Linked DNA regions of Mus musculus: region 1 is linked to region 2. Evidence: chromatin contacts called from public HiChIP or PLAC-seq data. All regions are on one chromosome and are shown on one strand. The core of a region is the stretch at or near the end of the contact, and the rest is flanking DNA. Distances in the headings are between cores, read along the strand shown. Region 1 holds the start of 9230112J17Rik (RIKEN cDNA 9230112J17 gene). Region 2 overlaps Thsd4 (thrombospondin, type I, domain containing 4).

What was found. HiChIP or PLAC-seq counts read pairs in DNA pulled down with a chosen protein or histone mark.
Region 1: an HNF4G HiChIP or PLAC-seq map of pancreatic cancer cells shows a contact between it and region 2. The contact joins the promoter of 9230112J17Rik here to the enhancer-like site in region 2. A contact is called at or near these places in 1 of 39 promoter capture datasets (the 3T3-L1 cell line), 2 of 115 datasets of contacts at active chromatin or transcription factors (embryonic stem cells and pancreatic cancer cells) and 1 of 9 other capture datasets (adipose tissue).

The regions. Positions count from the first base shown.
Region 1 is chr9:60,543,941-60,548,048 of GRCm38.p6, reverse strand. 9230112J17Rik (RIKEN cDNA 9230112J17 gene) reads left to right here and starts at 2,167. Exons shown (of 4, transcript NR_040464.1): 1 at 2,167-2,323.
Region 2 is chr9:60,502,325-60,506,835 of GRCm38.p6, reverse strand. The region is part of intron 1 of Thsd4 (thrombospondin, type I, domain containing 4); the gene reads left to right. Among named protein-coding and RNA genes, the nearest start is that of Thsd4, 6.5 kb to the left of the region's middle. Within about 2 kb of position 2,050, at least 50 of the 459 cell types and tissues checked have an H3K27ac peak or open chromatin away from gene starts, as enhancers often do. A contact at or near this core is called in adipose tissue and pancreatic cancer cells, where this site is marked.

The sequences.
Region 1 (4,108 bases), core at 918-3,417, 41 kb before region 2:
GATAAAGTAGACGAAACCGTGCTCCAGCCCGGAAGCTGGTTCATCTAATGGTTCCCATCTAGGCTGTGAAGTTGGGCCAACTCCACACGCTTTTCCTACAGTCATTATTCCTAAGCTTTACTTTTCTCTTGCGGCCTGGAAGGGAAAGCATCCCTTAGCCTGCTCCAGAAGTCACCTGAAGACACTTCCGCAAGCTAAAGCACCAGCGAGTGAACACTCTAAGAAGGCTTTCTCCCGGTGAGAGGCTGGAGGTAGTGGGTAGCCCCTCCCTCAACAGCCAAAGCTGAGGTACATCTCACAGCGTGCTAGAGGGTCCTCAGGTGCCCACCGCCCTAACTACCCCTCAACATACTCTTTGTCAACCGTCCTTCTACAGATCAGCACTCTCCCCCAGAGTCAAACTGCTACCATCTTCAAGAGTTCTGCTGTGCCTGCTGGCGAAAGGTCACAGCTGACACAGCTGGACCTGTTGTCTGTTCTCCTTCCCTCACCGAAGGTGGGAAGGCAGGCAGGGGATCATGGAACCCTTACCTGCGTATTCAGCCACCCTGGGCAACCAGTTACCCGAAAATCTGCCCTATTGCTTATGGCTTCAAGGTAGAAGTGGGAGGGACTAGATCAGTGGTCCTCAACCTTTCTTATGTTGCATCTCCTTGTGTTGTGGTGACACCGCCCCCCTGCCATAAAGTTATTTTTATTGCTACTTCATAACTGTGATTTTACTGTTATGAATCATAATGTAAATATCTGATATGCAGGATTGACCCCGGTGAAGGGCCATTTGGCCTTCAAAGGAATCAAGACCCACAGATTGAGAACCACTGGACTAGAGAATACAGGTGGGGAAGGACGAGGGGGCAGGGCTCCATCTATGTAGTCACGGGGAACCTGTCCTCACAGCTGGGTGCCACAGACCTTCCAGTGAGACCTGCCCATAACCCTCTCATGGGTTAATACTCTTGGGTTCCCCTGGGGAACTTTGGTGAACTGTATCTTGGTTTGTTGTCAGGACCTCAGGAGGAGGGGCAGATGCTGTTTACGTCTCTCCCAGGGAAGGACTTTTAATAATCATTTCACCTCCGCAGTCTCTCGGGCCCTCGTGAACGGAGTTCTCCAAGGTTGATTGGTTGAATTCCTGACTGAGGAGAGCCAGAACATAGTAGGTTTGTACCCAAAGGATCTTAGCTATTGTTAGACTCCTTAAATCCACGCGTGACCCGCCTCTGTGTTTTCCTAACACCCTTTGCCTTAGGTAAATCTTTTTCTGGGGCTCTAGGAGATGTACAAGCAGACCTCTATCTCCCACCAACCCAAAGGCTAGGATTCATCCAAGAGCATCCGAGACCCATTACAGACACTCCCCTGCTTTTCTGTAACCCATCTATGACATTTTTCATGACTTTTTTTTTCATGACATTCTTTGTCCTGTTCCTGTAAATACTTAATTATTTTGTCACCACATTGGACCATGGCACTGAAATAATCTGATTTAGTTTCTCAGTCACTATCACTCACATTTGGCTTCAGAATTTACCCCACCTTGTTTCCTTTGAGGTGAGAGCTGTGTTCTATACAGACACCTATGTAAACTTTATCTACTGAAGGTCTTATCTCAGGATTTGACCCAGACAGACACCTTCCTTATCTGCCCTACCAGCTGACCTGGATATACCCAGTAGTCATAAGGGAAGAGGAAGCCAGCTTCCCTCTAGACATAGACTAGATTATATCTCAGAATACTACAAGGTACAGCCTTTCCAGCGCCTTATCAAGTGCCCCTAGTCTCTCTGCGGTCAACATGTGCAGTGTGTGTGTGTGTGGGGGGGGGGGGTGGATGTGAAAATGAGGCTCATCTGAGCATGAGAAGCACCTGGCCACCTGACCATAAGGATTCCATGCGAGTCTCTGTTAGCCAGGAAGGTCTATGTAAGAACTAGGTCAGTTCTTCTTCATCAAACACCTGGCAGAGCCTCCCTCTGAATGGAAGTTCAGCCAGAATTAAGACTCTTTTTCTATTGTTAACATCTATCAAATTTTAAATGATCTAAGATAATTTTTAAGCGTAGCCGGGCTCATATTTCATACTCAGATAGATGCAGCTTGAACAGTGCTAGGCACATGATTCAGCAATTTCCCAGGGATCTTTGCTTCTCTTCTCGCAGGGATGGATTAGAAATAACCACCAGTAGTGACTCCAGAGGAGCTGGCCGTCTGCAGAGGCTGGAATGTCTTGACTACAGCTGCTGACCTGTTGCTGTACACTGCCGGTCCCCCGTGATGTCAGCCCCAGGTGGTCTTGCTTCTTCTCCAGCTCCTGAAGAAGGTAAGAACCCTCTGAGCTCCCAGGCAAGTTCCTAGGGGCAAAATAGCCTCAAATAGGAGCTCCAGAGTCACCAGAAATACAGGTTTACTCCCCAATCCCAGAACACACCCCCTTTCCCTGCAGAACACTGTTTACCCACGCCCACACCCCGGAAGCAGGGAAGCCTGTGAGTTACCTGATAAGGCTTCTGAGGGCAGAGGAGCACGCGGAAGTCCATGCCCTCTTTCCTCTCAACTCCTTCCTTTGCAATCCTTTAATGGTAGATCCACATAGCAAGACCCACAGCCAATGGCGGTGCCCTATGCACCCCTTCTGAGCCCCACCATGTTGCCTTAAAGAAACACGCCCGGAAATGGAGTTTCTTGAACGGTTCCTGGATACTTTCCAGAGGAACCCTGGCAACATGTACAAATGCCTTTTTATTTTCCAAATAAACATTAACAAATACTTTCTGCCTTTCTTTAGCACCGGGACCAGGTTTGATGAGCATTCAGGTGACAGTTTTCTGGGTTTGGGGGTGGGTAAACAGAAAGGATCGTCACATGTCATTTCTGTGGGTACTATGAATGTAGGGACGAGATCTTAGCGTTTTCTTCCAAATGAAGGAGTTTTAAGCTGGGGGTGGGGTGGGGTGATGGTGGTGGGGAATCTCCATGGAAGAGAACAAAGGAAGAAAGAGATAGATGAAGGTGTTGGGCCTTAAAAGTGAAGATCATTTAATTTGTTCCCAAACTGCAGCACATTCAAGTGTGACAGGGAGCCATAGTTGGTAAGGAGCCTGGGAGATCATCTGAAGAGCATGATTGCATTGAACAAACAGGGCATGTGGTTATGCTAACATCAGAATTAGTCTACTGAGCAGGCTGCTGGTCGTTTCTGCTATTTGTGAAGCCCTGACACAAAATTTATGACAGAAGGAGCTAGGGGTCAGGCAGTCACCTGGACACAGCCCAGGGTGTGAAGCCCTTCACTGGGAGCCCATTGTGACCGGAACTTTCTGGAACTTGTCTTTTGTGGCTAGCCATGGTCCACCTCATTCTCCTCGCCTTTATCCTTCCATGGGGTTGAGGGAGGGATGAAGATGGCAAAACAGAGATGTGCACATGCTAACCAAGTGTCCACGAAGACTTGAACATTTAATACAGTCATCAAAATAATCATTGTTTCAGTTGTTGAACTAGAGTTACAGTTCTGTGGTAAACATGCTGTCTTCTTCTTCATGTGATATTAAACTAACCAGGAGCCATATAATCTCCCCTTGTAATTTACTTAAAAACTAAAACAAATGGGGATCCATACAGCTCCAGCTAGCCTCAGACTCTCTATATAAGCAAGGGCGACCTCAGACTTCTGACCCTCTGGCCTCTGTGCCAGGATCCCAGTGTGCACCACTGTGGCCCATTTATGTGGTGCTAGCCACAGAACCCAAGGCTTTGCACATGGTAAGCAAGCACGCTGCCAACTGAGCTACATGCCTAGCTCCTTAGCTTCCTACCCAGGCCCCTTATTCTACGTCTTTCTATGTCTTCTGGGATCTTCATCCATATGTACAATAAAACACATAAAAATGTTATCTCTTAGTCCCAAATGATGGGCCATTTCAACAGGTAACCAGAAGAACGAACCTAAATGGAGTGCCTTCGAGGTCACCCTCCCTTTTTGACTCTCTAACCCTGCGTAACCTGGGCTTCTCCCAACACCACCCCTTCCTGGTTTAAACCAAACTGATTTAATCTGAGTCAGGGAGGTTTATTCAGGTTCAGATGAACAAGGCCCTGCTGCTTG
Region 2 (4,511 bases), core at 801-3,300:
GACCTAATGCTGGCCTGTCATGGATCCTGTCAAGAACATAAGTCTAAGGTGCTCAATTTCTGCTTCTCTCTGAAGGGCCAGTCAGAGCTTCCAGCACACAGGCTGCAGCTGTGGTTGCTACAAATCATTGACCAGATTTCTGTTGCTTTAAAAAAGAAAGAAAGAAAGAAAGAAAGAAAGAAAGAAAGAAAGAAAGAAAGAAAAGAAAAGAAAGGAAGGAAGGAAGGAAGAAAGGAAGAAAGAAAGAAAGAGAAAAGAAAGATGGATGTAATACAAACCTGGTGGTGTAGGCCTCAGGGCAGAGCAGGAAAAGGCAAATTCATCCCCCTGACACTTGGAAGTACCAAGGGCAGAAAGTGGACCCAGCTAATTTATGGCTCATGCTCACGAGCAGGCGTGCAGGGAACTGGGGAAAGATCCTAGACTCAAGACCAGAGCTGGCAGGCAGTGAGTTGGGCAGAGCACAGCTTACACCTCCCCTGGCTGGAGCCCAGCTGCAGCCTGGGTGCTGTGCAGCGGAGAATGTTGGCCATCAGGCCTTTGGGGAATGTACAGTTGATGCTGAGTGCCGGGGGAGGCTTCAGAGCCGTTTGACATTAGATTATGAGACAGTAAATAATTAGCACTCTTCTATTTACATTTTTTTTCTATAGGTTTTTGGCTTTTCTTAATGTGCTTTTTTTTTTTTTTAATGGGGATAGGGATTGGTACCCAGGAACATGCATAATTTTGTATACATGGGTTTTTTTTTCTAATAGAAAAACCATGTTATCCATAACTCAGCTCTGAAGTTTCACCAGGTCCACTTGTGAGTGAGCATGTCATGTCACTTGCTCTCTAGGAATTTGTTCTTGTATTGTTAACACATACGTGAACCCTCCTTCCCTGGGGTGTGTGTGTGTGTGTGTGTGTGTGTGTGTGTGTGTGTGTGTGTATGGACACAGATGCTCTGCAGAATGACAAAGGCATTATAGGTAATGGGACATAGATTCTAATGAAGAAAAGGCAGGCTAAGACCCTAAGTCAGAAGAAGGGGAAGATGGTCTGAGCTGACACTCTCCTTGTCCCAGGGTTACCTTGCTTTTGGCCAGATCGTCCTAACGTAGGTGTTAGGAATGGTATAGCTCACTGTTGAAGCTCAGGACAGCCCGTTGGAAAAGTTGCAGGTCCCATGCAGAGCTGGGCAGAAGCAGTCTGCTCTTTTTCCTTTGATAGCCCCAAGCCAGGCAGTATAGTCTGTTCATGGAAGAGGATTCTTGGAGAAGTTGTAACTGATTTGGGGGAACAGCTGGATTCGTCAGCCTCTAGGTGTCTGAATCCTAGGGAGGGTTACCTGTGACCCAACTATTTCCTGGGTGTTCAGGGCTTTAGAACTACACATCTCTGAAGCACTTAGAAACATGTAGTGTTTGCTACTACAGACCACCACTGCTGTTCAGATCCCCTGCTGGCAGCCTACCTTGAAGAGAAGACCCTCCTGGTGAGGTAGAGTGCTAGCCTTGGATGTCACCCAAATGGGTACCTGCTGTGCATGAGCGCTGTGCCAAGCACCAACTCAGAAAAGAGGAGGAAGTCTTAATGGTAACAATACACTGTGACAGCAGCTGAACTGGAGTTCCTTTTATGAGATTTAGACTGAAACAATGTCACAAAGCTGATGGACTTCTGTGGTCAGGCAGATGATGAAGCCAGAGGAGAAAGTCCCTCCCCTTTGATCTGATACGTCTTCTGACGCTGAACAAGGCAATGCTCCAGAGGCCGGCACACATGGCTCATGCATTTGAAACATCCTGCCTGCCTTCCTGCCTGATTATTTCGACACTTGAATATTTTCCCTAGTTACCTGGGAGACACTTTTTCCTTTTAGGGTTGAAAACAAACATAAATCCACAGCAGTGTTAATGACCGTGAAGGTGATGCTGTCTGTGCGGTCACCAACTTTCTCCAGGTGAGGAAGGAGCTGCCAGGGTGCTTTCCCTTGATGGAGAACAAAGCCGGTGGCGAGCTTTACTTGCTAGGAGCCAGAGTGTTTGAATGTATTGCCACATTTTTTTCCTGACTCACATTCTGTGTGTTTCCTCGTTGCTCAGGGTGAGCTAGTCGTTCTGCAGTATGGGGGATCCATGGGAAGAAATGAGTTTTGTGGCTGAGTGACAAGAGGAAAAAAAAGGGCTGGGCCCTATGACGTGACACGGTGGGAGGAAAGACCATCAGCCAAGGACAAATTGGTCGGGGAACATTCCTCTGGCTGTCCTCCATCCAGGGGAGAAGAAGCTGGGGATGTGACAAGGTCAGGGGAGGCCCCAAGGTCAGTTTCAGTGGACACCCTGTGGCCTGGGGCTGGATTTCCTGAAAGGGCTGTGTGGGTTCCTGACTGCCTGGAGAAGATTTGAGAGGTCAGAGCCTCTACAGAGGCAGCAGCGTCTGTCTGTATCTGCAGTGGTTAGTCTGTCTGCCTACTCCCAGGCCTCTCTGTGAATATCTGCTGAACATGCGTGGCAGCATCTCCAGAGAAAGGAGAGAGTCCTGCCCTCTGCTGTGTAAAGCTCTGGCTGGGGAGCTGGCAAGAACGAAGACGCGAGTTCAGTTCCCCGGCACTCACAGAAAAAGACAGATGAGGGATCTGTAATCCCAGCACTGCTGAGGTGGAGACAGGTGGATTCCCGGAGCTTGCTGGCCAGCCAATGTCGCCAAACAGGACAGCGGCAAAGCTCAGTGGCAGGTCTTATCTCAAAAAATGAGGTGAAGGGCTGGACAGATAGATGGCTTGCTTGGCTGTTAAATACTAGACATACAGGCCAGAAGATGGGAATTTGGGTCCATAGAAACCCATGTGAAACAACAAGGGGGTGTGGTATCTGCTTGTAATTCCAGCCTTTGGAGGCAGAGCTGGGTTCTCCAGAGCAAGCTGGCTAGCAAGACTAGTCATATTGGAAAGCTCTGCGTTTGATAGAGAGTCCCTGCCCCAGTGAAAAGGGAAACTGATCAAACATGATTCCACTTATCTATGCCTGTGCATAAAGATGTAGAGGAGGAGGAAGAGGAGGAGGAGGAGGAGGAAGAGGAAGAGGAAGAAGAAGAAGAAGAAGAAGAAGAAGAAGAAGAAGAAGAAGAAGAAGAGAACAACAACAACAACAATGACAACAACAACACACACGAAACATGAAAAAAAGGGATAAAAATAAGGTGGCTAGCAATTAAGGAAGACATTTGACACAGACCTCTGGTTTCTACATGTGTGCACATCCCAGTAAGAGAAGAACATCATGTTTATCATTCAGCCACTCGTCCATCCATCCAGCCAGCTTTTTCTTGCTCCCTGCCTTCTCCCAGGCAGTGTATCTGGATGCTGGTGTTTATAACGGTAATTACAGTCTCTTGCCTTTAGAGACTGTATCTATATCTATCTGTTGCCTTTAGAGACCTTCCTAACTCTCTAGGAGCAAGTGTAGGCAGATGGTGTCTGATACCTGTTCAAAGACAAGAGTTCCTTCTCTTAAGGTTCGAGGCTGTGCCCCTCCCTCTCAGCTGGCATGTTTGCACATTATTTTATTAGTTAACAGTTAATGCTAACTGTTGCTGCCATGCCCAGCCTTTTGACATTGCAGTAGGACGTTGTTGTCTACAAAGTTCACTATTGAGAACGATGCAACTCTAGTTCCAATCAATCAATCAATCAATCAATCAAAGAATCCTTATAATGTTTTAAAGAAATGTATAATTGAGTGTTAGGCTGCATTTGTAACTGTGCTTGGCTGCATGTAGCCGGCGGGCTGCCGGTTGGACAGCCTAGAATGCTATGCCTTCTTCTGCCTGCTCAGGGTAGCCTGTTCTGTTTAAGCAGGGCTCCCTTGAAGAAACAAAGCCTCGTTTTCTGCCTCCTGCTTTTGGGCATTATTTCTAGCAGCTTTTCCCCTTCTCCGGCCAAAGCTTCCTCCTACCCATAGTGGTTTCTTTGTTGGGGTATGGGGACACCCATGTCTCCTCAAGGAACAGTATCATCTCTTCCCAGTAGCTCTAGAGCTTGGTCTTTACTTTGTGGCTTGCCACAGGCGCAACTGGACCCTCAGTCCTCAGCCCTCTGCCATTTTCCCATCCTCTCTATAGGGCAAGGTTCATCCATTCCAAACATATTAAGCTCCATGACAACTCTGGAAGCTTTCATCATTTTCAGCCCTTTCCCCCAGGCCTCGTCCCTTATCCAGATGTTGCTTTCCCAGTTTGTTTATGGGTTGGATAGCACATTGCGCCCCAAATCAGGTGCTTAGTGAGAGATGGTTTTCAGTCTTCGTCAGCTACCCTATATTTGGAGACACGGGTGGCTGGGACATGGCCAGGCTCCTTCTAAAATCCTTGACCCTGGTTCTTTGCTTATGAGTCACTTCCTTTGTGCCCTTTGTTTGCTTGGGTGTTTGCCTTACGTTGTGTGTGTTCCAGGCATTTGTGTGGGAGGAGGGCCAAGAGGTGGAGAACAGGGACCTGGAGTTTGGCCCTTCTGGTATTGACTTGAG